Linked DNA regions of Mus musculus: regions 2 and 3 are each linked to region 1. The links are chromatin contacts, called in public HiChIP or PLAC-seq and Micro-C maps. All regions are on one chromosome and are shown on one strand. The core of a region is the stretch at or near the end of the contact, and the rest is flanking DNA. Distances in the headings are between cores, read along the strand shown.

Region 1 (3,852 bases), core at 608-3,107:
TTCGGCAGACAGTTCTGTGGTGAGGGACTCGACCTGCAGCCAGGAAGAAGATGGAAAATTGTGACGAAGCTGTGGCAACACCAGGTACCTCCTGGGACAAGCTGAGCTCCCGGCTGTTAAATGCACAGCACAGAGCCTGGTGGTACCAAGAACTCAACAATAGCCCTTGAACAAGCCCAGGGACAGCAATCCTCACCAGACTGCACCCTGTACTTTATAATGAACAAGAATGTTTTAAACTTATTTAAATGTACTCAAAATTATTTCAAATCTATTTAAATGTAGTCATAACATTTTTATCTAAGATAGGGTCTCATGTTACTCAGGTTGACCTAAAACTCCCAATATAACCGAAGATGAGTCCTGACCGTCCTGCCTCCCCCTCCCAAATGCTGGGATGACAGGCATGTACCACCACAGCTAGGTTCAGTTTTGCTATTTTAGTGAGTCCCAGAGATGGTCACAAACTTGCTTAAATGCTCTAAATTTGTGGCTGTGAACTATGGACTATTTCAGGCCCTTCACACTCCCCTCTGCACCAGGGTCACCTGCGAAGCCCAGGAGAAGGAGGCAGGCTCTGGCCCCGCCTGCCAGAGAGTCTGAGCCCTGGGTAGCACAGGCAGCAGAGACCTGGGGGGGGGGGGGTGATCTGAGAAATGAGGCCTCCATTCATAGCAGCTGGCAGATGTGTAGACTTGGCCCTGGCCCTAATAATAGCACCTCGACACCCTCGGCTTGCTCGGAAATCACAGGGCAGCGGAAGATACTTCAGCCCAGGCTGATTAAAGATCTTCACATCTCCGCCTCCCAGGGTACATTCATGAGCCCAGCAGCCCTCCTTTAGCCTTTAAAATTTTAATTGTAAATGAAAATGGTGACAGGGGTTGGCAAGAACTCAGTTGGTAGAGGGCTTGCCTAGGACACAAGGAGCCCTGGTTTCCCTGTACAGCATAATTTGATTTGGTGGCAAATGCCTGTCATCACAGACAGAGGCAGGGGTCAGGAGTACAAGGTCATCTGCAGGCTACATAAAGAATCCCTGGCTACAGAAGACCCTGCCTCAAACACTCAATAAGAAAAGAAGTGCTAGCCGGGCAGTGGTGACGCACACCTTTAATCCCATCACTTGGGAGGCAGAGGCAGGCGGATTTCTGAGTTCAAGGCCAGCCTGGTCTACAGAGTGAGTTCCAGGACAGCCAGGGCTACACAGAGAAACCCTGTCTCAAAAAACCAAAACCAACCAACCAACCAAACAAACAAACAAAAAAAGTGCCCCATATTGGGCCTGATCTGTTTTGCAAGAACACAGAAGTTCGCAGAGGACTGCCGTGACTTCAAGGCTGTATGAGGTTATTGGTGGGAGGCTGACTGACAATCAGAGCCCTATACTTCCACCTGCAGCGATGAGGGTCTCTTCTGGCTGAAGTGACAATGACAGACAAGGTGTGAAGCTATCCAGCCATACGCCAAGTGCTTGCTTTTTGTAGCCCTGGCTGGCCTTGAACCTGTGACAATTCCCCTGGCTCTGGAGAACTCTGAGGTTCCAGCTGAGCTTAATTACTGTTTCAAGTCCGTCTTAGCGACTTCAGACCTGCCGACCAATCAATGAGTCAAGTCTTCCTAACTTTATGAAAACCCACATCAAAGGTCTTCATATCCAATGAATCTGAGAGCTCTTGAAGGCTGGGGTGGGGGAGGGGTGGATCTGGCTGGCAGGGGATGCCTGCAACGCCCACCTGTAGCACTAGCTTTCGGTAATGGTCCTTGAGCAGCTCCGAGTTGTTCTGTTCTTCCTCCAGCTCCTCTTCCAACTGGCTCAGTCGCCCCTCCAGCTGCCGTTTTTCCTCCAGGGTGGCTGCCCTAGAGGGTAGGGTGTGGCTTCAGAGGATAGGCCTGCGAGAGGAGACTGCCCGGTCCACAGCCCACGGCTCCAGGACACTCACTTGCTAAGATTGCCACTGGCCACCTCCTCTGCCATCTCGTCTCTGTCTTGCTGGGCCTGCCTCCGGGCTCGGTCTGAGGCAGCAAGTTCCTACAAGGACCAGTAGGTACAGAGGGCAGAGGGGTAAGAGGTCAAGACACTGGTATTAACCCTTCTCTGTCCTTTGGGCTTTTCCTGCTGACTGTGAGCCTGTGAGCCTCACCCTTAAGGGAGCAACTTTCTTAGCGCTGGCCACCAATGCTCCTCCTCCATGTCTCTCATCACTGGGCCTCCTCCTACCCCCATGCTATCCACATGCCCTCCCTCCTACCCGACTGTGCCTTCTCTTCTTCTATGTCACCCCTGGGTCCCAGACTTTTTCTTCACTTCTGCCTCCTGCTCCTGACTTCTTGGCCTGTCTTCCTCGTCTTTCTAGGATTGGCCCTGGCAGTTCCTGCTCTGGTTTCCAAATATCCCCCAGGACAAGATCCCCAACTCTGGAAGGCAGAAGGCACCGGGAGCCACGCCTACTTCCAAAGTCTCCCCTCCCAAAACCTCCTGGAAAGCCCCGCCCATCCTCCAGAACCTCCAGTTAAGCCCCGCCCATCCTCTAGGACCTCCAGTTAAGCCACACCCACGCCGGGCCTCCCACTAGAACCTGCCCACCTCTTACCTCTTGCAGACGCAGCACCTCAGCTTCCAGCCCCTTGAGCTTCTTCTCATTTTCCCTGCTCAGGGTAAACATCTCGTCGCGGGAGCTACGCGTCTCCTCTACCTCCCGCCACAGCTCCTTCATCTGGACCTGGGTAGGTGCAGGTTTAGTTAAGCTGCGTCTAGAAACCCCACCCTTGAGGTAAGCACATTACGTGCAAGCAGGGCCAGGGCGAGCAGGGGCAGCACAGAGCCCATTGTCTGCCTCAGAGCCCGTGCGTGCTGTGTGCCCTTGGGCCAATTCCACTCCTTCTCTAAGCCTTAGTTAACCCCTTCTTAAAGTGAGTCAGAATAGAATATTTAGCCTGCGGCTCTGTGGTCACTACCTGGGAGTGTGAGGAGAGGCCAACACAAACTTTTTCTCCACCCACGGGGAGTTCAGCACTGCTATGAGGAGCCAGTGATAAAGAAGATGGGCCACAGTGGTAAACGTTATTGTTATTATTACATGTCTGACAAAGGGGTTAAACAAGAGCTCCTTTCTCTGGATGCTTGAACTGGCCCTTTTGCCTGCTACCCCATAGTAAGATACCTAACAGGCACCAGTAGGTTTAAATATCCTAGTATGGCCTAAGGGTGTGGTTCAATGATAGAGCCCTTGACTAGAGTCCCCCAGCGAAGAGCGGGGGCACGGCTCGTTGATAAAGCTCCTGCTTGGAATCGCCCCTAAGAGAATTATTCAAGGCGCTAGGTTCCATCTTCGGTGGCACTAAATTTATTATCTAATTAAATGATGAGTTTAGATTTCAAAGTCTAGCATCTAAAATGAGTGAAACGCAAAGATAACAAACAAACAAACACACATCAGAGGCCAGCATTTTCCAAGGCCACTAGCTAATCCAGCAACTGCTGCCAGTAAAGGTGATGAGACCAGACCTCCGATCCTGGATCCCTGGCCCCGCCCACCCTCGACCCGCCCCCCTCAGCCCTCCCACCCCCGCTGCTGGTGAAGGTGATGGGACCAGACCTCCGATTCTGGGTCCCTGGCACCTCCCACCCTCGAGCCCCCCTCACCTGCATCTTCTTCAGCTGCTTCACTGCCTCTTCCTTGCCCTGCCCAGCAGCAGATGTCTGCGCCTTCAACTCCTCCAGTTCCAGCTCCAGCTTCTTGCGGGCAGCCATAGCCAGTGCCCTCTGCTTCCGTTCCTCATCGCGCTCTACCTCTGCGTCTCTTAGCTGGGGGCAGGGTCAGAGAGGTTAGAGGTCATGGCACCCAGATT
Region 2 (3,852 bases), core at 465-2,964, 89 kb after region 1:
TTCAGGTTCAGGGAGGGCTCCTGCCTCAAGGAACAGACAGAGTCTCAGAGGGTATCAGGTTCTTCATGCCTTTGCACACACACATAGGTATAAGGACCCCACACAGATACACACAGGAGCCCATACATTCACAAACACAAACGTGAATAAGTAAATGCATGTTTCTTCTGTAAAGTTGAACGCACTGATTGGGAGGAGAGGGCAACTGCAGAGATGGCTTCGTGGTTAGAAGCACACACTACAAAAATCCTGGTTGCAATTTCCAGCACCCATGTTGGGCAGTCCATAAACCATCTGTAACTACAATATCAAGGGATCCCACATCTTCTTCTGGTCTCCATGGGCACCTGCAGACAGCTGTCAGGCACACATACACACACGTATGTGGCTAAAATTCCTTCCCAGAAGTATAATGTCAGCAGGGTCTTCCTTCCTTCCTAAGCTTGCAATGATAAACTGAAGCACGGCTTCTCTGAGGTCACTCTGCTCAACCTTGGTTTTCCTTACAAAGCGTAGGTAAGGAGTTACCTCTAGGGATGGGGTGCACCTCTTCAAACAGGCTGCACCTGACTTACCCAGTGAGGATGAGAGCTGTCCCACAGCTCCATAAATGGAGCTTCCCCAAACCCTCACCTGTGTATACCCTCTTGCTGCTCCCCGGGGTCACACACAGCGAAGGCAGCACTGCACAGGACTGGTAAGAGGCTGCTGGGCACTCAGGCCCAGGGGCTCCAAACCTTCCCCACCCTGCCACAATGAGTCAGCAAGCCCGGTGTCCCCATCCTTTTGCAAGGGGCTACGGCTGAACTCTCCAAGTGGCAGCTGTTTGGTTTAAACAGACAGTCACACACAAAACCATAAATAAAGTTTGTTTTAAAAAATTACAGGGGACAGAAAGAATCCTGGAAGGTAACTTTATCCACAAAACAAACAAACAAACAAACAAACAAACAAATCCTCCCACTGGGCCAGGGAAGTGCGGTACACTGCATATAGTTAGTGTGCAGTGTGCATATGAGTGATGCACACTGGTAAGGGGTGGTACATTGCATATGATCTAGCGATGGCCCTCTGAACAGCTTTAGGACCAGGGAGGTCTGGCTTTGTTTTTTATTTACTTTGAAGAACTGGGACTTAGAGCCTCACACCAGCTTAAAAAAGAAACACTCTACCACTGAACCACGTTCCAGTCCCTCACTGGGGGATTCTAGGCAGGGGCTCTACCACTGAGCCATGCCCCCAACCCCTCACTAGTAGATTCTAGGTACAGAAATGGCCATCTTTCTGCCCCAGCCTCCTTGATGCTGGGGTTTAGCTCAGTGTGGGAAATCCTTCAGCCTTCTTTATTGAAATGTAAAATCCTAGGGTGTGATAGCAAATGATATTTAATTCATCTATGTTTTACTAAGTCACTCTTTACTGATGTGGCTAACATCAGAGAAACCAAAGCAATTCTGGGCCTCATACCCGGATCTGAGAGCTCTGGGTTTAGAAGCTGAGCAAGCCCGGCTTTGTGGCCGTTGTGCAGCTCACTGTCCTAAAGAGGGACTTTGACGATGGAAGAGGAGAAGCATGCGCAAGCCAACAGGCTGGCGTCTATCTCAGACAGTGGTCTCAATCTTGCTAGTCTGCTGGATAATCCTGGACCTGATAAGTGCAGGCTGCAGGGAGCCACAGCTCGCTAGCACAGGTCAGGGAGAGAATTTAACTAGTGTGATCGCACTCTACTGGTGACATGGCACAATGACACCCTGGGTGTCCTCCATCATTCCTAAGCTATCCCAATCACATGTAATTCAATTCAGCTGCTCAGGCTAAGCCAGCCATGTCTGTGTGTGTGTGGGGGGGGGGGGGGGGGAGGCGGTGTGATTGGCTGCTATGTATACAAATGCTAAACTCTGAACCCCAAGATCTGGTTGCCATCCAGACAAAAGAATTCTCACATATGCCAGCCTTTGTTATGTAAAACTTGCTCCCCCAACTAAAAGTTAATTGGTTAATAAAAGGCTAGGGACGGAACTATGATTGGGCAGTGGAGAAAGAAAAGTGGGACTTGAGGATGGAGTGAGTGGGGGGTCTCAGGAGAGACCATTGGGAGATGCAGAGAACGAGGTCTCTATTAGAGGGGATGGACCAAGAGACCTGACAGACTGAGGGAGCAAAGCAGTCAGGGTGAGACTGAAAACACCAAGTAACAAGGGGCACATGGTTTGAATACAGAAGAGAATAGAATTGAAGATGCCCAATCTGGGCTTGTAAATAAAATACAGGTTTGTGTGTCTTTTACACAGGCTGGCTAGAATATATAATTTTACAGTTTACAATATTATAGCAGCTACACCTGTAACTTCAGACTGTTTGCTAGCCACCTTAGTGTTAGGTTTGGGGTGGAAGCCAAGAAAACATGTTGCGTTGTAGCTTTATTACCCCACCATTGCTCTGGGAACAGGCCGCACTACCAACCCCCACACAGTTTCCCTTGAATCCACGGATAAATGACACAGACACACAGTTGTTCAATTTCAACTCGCCTTTTGACACAATGGCTGGGCTATGATAGTAGGTTTTTCCTGCCTGGAAAAGCTTGCCCTTATCAATATTCTTATCTCTGCACCTCCCAACTGACCTAACTTTAGTTGGTCTGTTGAACCTAGTCCCTGCTAAACATCCCTGACCACTTGTCTGTAGGAGCGGCCTGTGTGGCTACTCTGTTTCGAGATCTCACATAGTTGGTCAACTTTTCTTCATCAGAAGCATGGCGAAGAATTCTGTCTCTCCTCCCTTGCCTCCAGGGGCCCGGAAGCCCCGCCTATCCCTCTCGTCCAGCAATTGACCCATAGCTTCTTTACAGACATATCAAGAACCAATTGGTGAACAGGACCTCGGCATCAGAACCACCCCCTACAAGAACTCACTTCAGAGATGGAAACTTAAAAAGTAAAGTTTTATTTTCTGAGTGCTCAGGGAGGCAACCCGTTTGGGATCTGTACTGCATCCCCAGGGGAGACAGACGTGTAACATTTTTATAGGATGGGAACAAAAAGGGAGGGGGAGCAGGGTGGTCTGTTGCATTGACCAATCATATTTTCACAAAAGGGGGTTGGGCTTTATCCAGGTCACCTGGTTTCAGGGTCCTTGATTCAGCTTTTGTGACCAGGTCCCCTCCTGGACTCTGACCTGGAAGGTTAGAATGATATGGGAACAAAGGAGTGGGCATGCCGCACGTAGTCGGTTACATCAAGACGGGCAGCACATTTGACTTGTGTGACTTAGTTTAGATAACAGAATAAGAGCATCTTCCCTCTTTGCATCCCGTAGTGGTTAGCAGACAAGTATGAAACACCCAAAGAAGGACAGGAGTTGGGCTCCAGGCACTGGGGACATAAACTCAGTTTTGAGTCTGCCAGCAAGATGGATGGAACTTGTTTCCAAGATGTCTGGACTCAGGAAACTGTCCCTAACATTAGAAAAAGAAAACAAGCCTGGGGCTGGTGAGATGGCTCAGTGGGTAAGAGCACCCGACTGCTCTTCCGAAGGTCCTGAGTTCAAATCCCAGCAACCACATGGTGGCTCACAACCATCCCTAACGAGATCTGACTCCCTCTTCTGGTGTGTCTGAAGACAGCTACAGTATACTTACATATAATAATAAATCTTAAAAAAAAAAAAAAAAAGAACCAGTTTCCTGTTTAAAAAAAAAAAAAAAAAAAAGAAAGAAAGAAAACAAGCCTGGTGCAGAAAATGTCTGTCAACTCAGCCCTTGGGACACAGAGGCAAGAGAGTTGTTTCATGCCAGCTTGAGCTGTGTAGTGAGTTCCAGGCAAGTCAGGGTTGCAGGGTGAAACCCTATTT
Region 3 (3,852 bases), core at 699-3,198, 89 kb before region 1:
CCCTGTGTGGGAACAGCTATAGGAAAGAGGCAAGGAAAGTCTACAGCAGTGTGGAGAAGGGCGGGGGGGGGGGGGGCGGGAGAGCTGGCAGAGCCCTGGGGGCACCTCACCTTTGGGGGGCTCTTCAGGAGTCTGCTTTGCAGGGGCTTCCTTTGGGGCATCTTTGCCTTTGGAGGCCTTTTTGGCCGCTGTAACATAGACATTGAGAAAATGGTTCTCTCCCCAGAATCCAGAGGCCAGACCCAAACCTTCATTCTCAGAACCAGGGGTCCAGGCCTCAAATCTTCTTCCCCAGACCCTCTTCCCTCAGATGGAGGTAGGTATGGTGGGGTACAGATCCCCCATTCCAGGCATAAGTTGATCCCAACCCTGAGTATGGAGTCAGGTTCCCCCTCCCCTTGTAGCCTCACCCCAGGCTCTGGCCATCAGCCTGACCTTTCAGGTTTGGGGTATAATTAGCCCTTCCCTTGGGCTGGAAACTAGACACTGGTGCTGACCACAGCAGTCTCCCTTGTGGTGCGGGTCACTGATCCATGGGTCAGTCTGTGCAAGGGAGCTGGTCTCTACCTCAGCCAGACTGGGCTGACCCCAGGGGAACAGCCACCTAGGGGTAGGTGACACCAGGGCTTGTGTGCAGTGCCCACTTCCACAAAAGGAGAAAGCCCTAACCAGCATATAGACTATCCCTGCCCCCTAAGGACCTAATGCCTCCCGTGCCTAACTGCACATGAAGAGAGACGGGGGTGCTGGGACATGGCCAGTATTTGCCAAGCAGGTAGGAGGCTCTGGATTCCTTCCCCAGCACAGCAGGAAAAAGAGGGCCCCACCCATGGAAGAGAGACACACGATTCCTTCACAGAAGTCCAATGCGCACACCAAAGGGGTTCTCATATTTACACAGAAGAGTATCGTTCCATGCACATGGAGTCCTGTTGTGTCCATAGAAGCACCCTATGATCCTAATCTTCACTCAGTGAGGAGACTCAACTACCTCGAGGGTGCTCGCCCACCTGGAGAGGACCCTGTCCCCAAGCTGAGCCCCAGCAATGCACAAGCAAGATCCTGTCAGCCTCAAGAAAAAGAGACACCCACATAGAAAAAAAAAATTATATTGCCAGGCCATGGTGGTGCACGCCTTTAATCCCAGCACATGGGAGGCAGAGGCAGGTGGATCTCTTGTGAGTTTGAGACCAAGCTGGTCTACAGTGCTAGTTCTAGGACAGCCAAAGCCAGGGATACACCAGAGAAACCCTGTCTTGAAAAACCAAAAAGAAAAAGGGGATGGGGAGAAAAAAGAAAGGAAAGGAAAGAAGAAAAGGAGACACACACACACACACACACACACACCCCCAGCAGGGTGTAGTAGCCCATGCCTGCCGTCCAGTCTTGGTAGACTGAGGCAGTATGATTTTAGGACTTCCCAGCCAGCCTTAGCTCCGGAGTGAGTTTGGGGCCAGCCTAGGCTGCAGACTTTGAGGACAGCCTGGAGGGCTTGGGGGCAGGGGTGGGGTGAGAGAGCAAAGAGAGAAGGGGAGAGAGAAAGAAAACCGAGGCCAATTTATAATTGCACAACTGAGATTTCTACCCAAGATGGGTCTCCCAGTCCCCGAAGAGGAAGGGGACTCCTGACCCTACACAGACAATAGACCTCATGGTCCTGCATTAGGAAGGGACCCATCTGTGCACACAGAAAGGGTCCCTCTTCCCCAAGCAGGAAAGGAACCTACACTCTACCTAGATGTAGGAACAGGCAAAGGACCCCCTCCTCCCATAGTAGAAATCCCCTTGTGTGCACCCTACCCTCCACCCCATCCCCACCCCCACCCCCAAGAAGGTTTCGGGCCAGCCACCTGGTTTAGCCTCAGGCATGTCGGCGACCTTCTCCTGCTCCCAGGACTTGGGACCGCAGTGGCTCTAACCAGGCCCTAGCAGGGACAGGTGGGTCTCCAGGAGGAGCCCTTTATGGAGTCTCGAGACTCCCAGGAGGCAGCGCAGGGCCGCCCCGCATTCCTCTTGCATGCTCTAAAGGGCGAGAAATAGCGAGCAGGCAGGAGTGGAGGGATGCCAAGGCCCTAGTGGGGATGGGATGTGGTGCTTAGACACCTGAGTCTGTGGAGGTGCAAAGGTGAAGACTGCGTGACCGCAGAAAGAGGGGAACTGGAACCCCAGAGTCTGGGGGCACAGGGGTCCAGATTCTTAGGTCCTGGATGAAGTGGGGGGGAGAAGGAGGAACGAGAAGTGGCCAGAGCACAAGATGGGGAGAGGGGGGAAGCAGAGAGGGCACTTGTGTGGGGGCAAAGAACGAGGAGGAAAAGAGAAAAGGAAAAAAGGGAGGGAAATCCTGGGTCTTGGGAACGGGCGTGGGGGGCTGGGAGTCTCAGGTGCACGGGGCAAGCGGGGCGGGTTCTGGAAGCCTTTCTTAGCCCCAGTCAGGAGTTTTCTAGAAACCAGAGACGGGAAGGATAGTCCGATTTCCCCCGCGTAGGCAGGACGGGTGCCGGCCTCAGGGAAGAGTTCTCGGTGTCCCTCCCGCCCTATTCTGATCCGGGTCCCAATGGGAGCGGCCTGGCCGGCTGCCCGTCACCGGCCAAGTGCAGAGAGGCCGGGAAGGCCCTGGAGAGCTGCCCAGGCCCGGCTCCTTCCCAGCACCAGAGGGGAGGAGCGGGTAAGGAGGAGGAGAGGGACACTTGGGGAACCACAGGTGTGGCTGGCCCAGAAGGGTGTCAGAGGAAGGAACCAGGGTATCGAAGACAAGCTGTCCTCCCCCCCCCCTTTTACTCTTTGTGTCCCTCCCTCCTTTCTACTTTCAAAAAAAAGATCCCCTAACAGCCGGAAGCTTCCTGGCTTCTGGGGGCACAAAGTCCTGTCACACCATTGGTTGCAGTGCAAAAACTTCCACCTCGCTCCCTAGGGAGCAGGCAAGTTGCACAGCAACCCATTGTAGTAACACACCCCTGTAACCCGGAATTCCAGAGACTGAGCTGAGACAGGGCCATTGGAGTGACTTCAAGACCAGCCTGAACTACAACGTAAGGAAGAGCCTATCTTCAAGACAAAAAAACAAAAACCGAACAGTCAGATGTCTGGAATGGAGGGGTGAGCAGAAAAGCAAGGTGGGAAACAATGGTTTCCTCATTCAAGCCCTAGCCTGGCCCACCACCTTCCTTTCTCCCTCCCCCTCCCTCCCCCTCCCTCCCTATGACTGCCACAGTCTCAGAAGAGTTCATGTGGAGGTGCAGGGGACAGTTCCTAATAAAGGGTCCCAAGACGGCTTAATTTTGATGTACACTTTATTTATTATGCATGTATAGTGGTGATGAGAAATAATTTTATTTAGTACAGTTTAGCCTTGACCACATGGACATCTGGATCTTCCATGACCCTGTTCCCCCTCCCGGCCACCCACAGAGGTGAGTTCCGGTGTGTCACAGGCTCATTGGGGAGGCTCATGGGGTTGCAAAGAGTTTTAAGGGCCTCTTCATCGTCTGTTTCTCAGAGAGACGGAAGCCTGAGTGCCCCCCTCCCCTCACTCAGGCTTCAAAGCTCTGGGTTCTGATTCTGCTGTGGATGCCCAAGACAAACCCACAGTTTGAGCCTACTTGGCCTGTAGCACTTGAACGGAAAAGACTGGGCCTGAACAGGCGGGTGTGAGGAAGTCACTGGTGTGAGACAGACAGGCACTGAGCAGGGTCCTGGGCAGACACCTGGACAGAGGCCGGCCCCAGAAAAGCTGGCCAGAAGTCACCAGTTGTCCAAAGATTCACACTTAGATATCTGGGTGGCGGGAGTGCTTTCTAGCTTGACAGATCACTATGAAAGCGGGCTTTCCTCCAAAGAAAGCACCTGCAGGGA

What was found. Hi-C and Micro-C count contacts between places; a contact is called where the count stands out from the background. HiChIP or PLAC-seq counts read pairs in DNA pulled down with a chosen protein or histone mark.
Region 2: a contact with region 1 is called in an H3K27ac HiChIP or PLAC-seq map of embryonic stem cells, with 5 read pairs. The contact joins two enhancer-like sites. A contact is called at or near these places in 1 of 39 promoter capture datasets (liver), 1 of 15 datasets of contacts at CTCF or cohesin (embryonic stem cells), 3 of 484 Hi-C or Micro-C datasets (embryonic stem cells and nephron progenitors), 5 of 115 datasets of contacts at active chromatin or transcription factors (embryonic stem cells and pancreatic cancer cells) and 2 of 9 other capture datasets (adipose tissue and liver).
Region 3: a contact with region 1 is called in a Micro-C map of embryonic stem cells, with 4 times the contacts expected there. The contact joins the promoter of Mybpc2 here to the enhancer-like site in region 1. A contact is called at or near these places in 4 of 39 promoter capture datasets (cranial neural crest, hippocampal neurons, maxillary cranial neural crest and 1 more), 1 of 15 datasets of contacts at CTCF or cohesin (embryonic stem cells), 10 of 484 Hi-C or Micro-C datasets (bone marrow-derived DN2 thymocytes, bone marrow-derived dendritic cells and embryonic stem cells), 5 of 115 datasets of contacts at active chromatin or transcription factors (embryonic stem cells and large pre-B cells) and 2 of 9 other capture datasets (liver and pancreatic islet).

Annotation. Positions count from the first base shown.
Region 1 is chr7:44,611,699-44,615,550 of GRCm38.p6, forward strand. Myh14 (myosin, heavy polypeptide 14) reads right to left here. Exons shown (of 42, transcript NM_001271540.1): 35 at 3,647-3,808; 36 at 2,595-2,723; 37 at 1,944-2,032; 38 at 1,737-1,860; 39 at 1-33. Among named protein-coding and RNA genes, the nearest start is that of Kcnc3, 23 kb to the left of the region's middle. Within about 2 kb of position 1,858, at least 25 of the 459 cell types and tissues checked have an H3K27ac peak or open chromatin away from gene starts, as enhancers often do. A contact at or near this core is called in embryonic stem cells, where this site is marked.
Region 2 is chr7:44,700,382-44,704,233 of GRCm38.p6, forward strand. No RefSeq gene overlaps it. Among named protein-coding and RNA genes, the nearest start is that of Izumo2, 6.4 kb to the right of the region's middle. Within about 2 kb of position 1,715, at least 15 of the 459 cell types and tissues checked have an H3K27ac peak or open chromatin away from gene starts, as enhancers often do. A contact at or near this core is called in embryonic stem cells, where this site is marked.
Region 3 is chr7:44,522,721-44,526,572 of GRCm38.p6, forward strand. It overlaps Mybpc2 (myosin binding protein C, fast-type), which reads right to left and starts at 1,949. Exons shown (of 28, transcript NM_146189.3): 1 at 1,851-1,949; 2 at 111-188. The coding sequence starts at 1,869. Spib (Spi-B transcription factor (Spi-1/PU.1 related)) reads right to left here. Exons shown (of 6, transcript NM_019866.1): 6 at 3,275-3,852.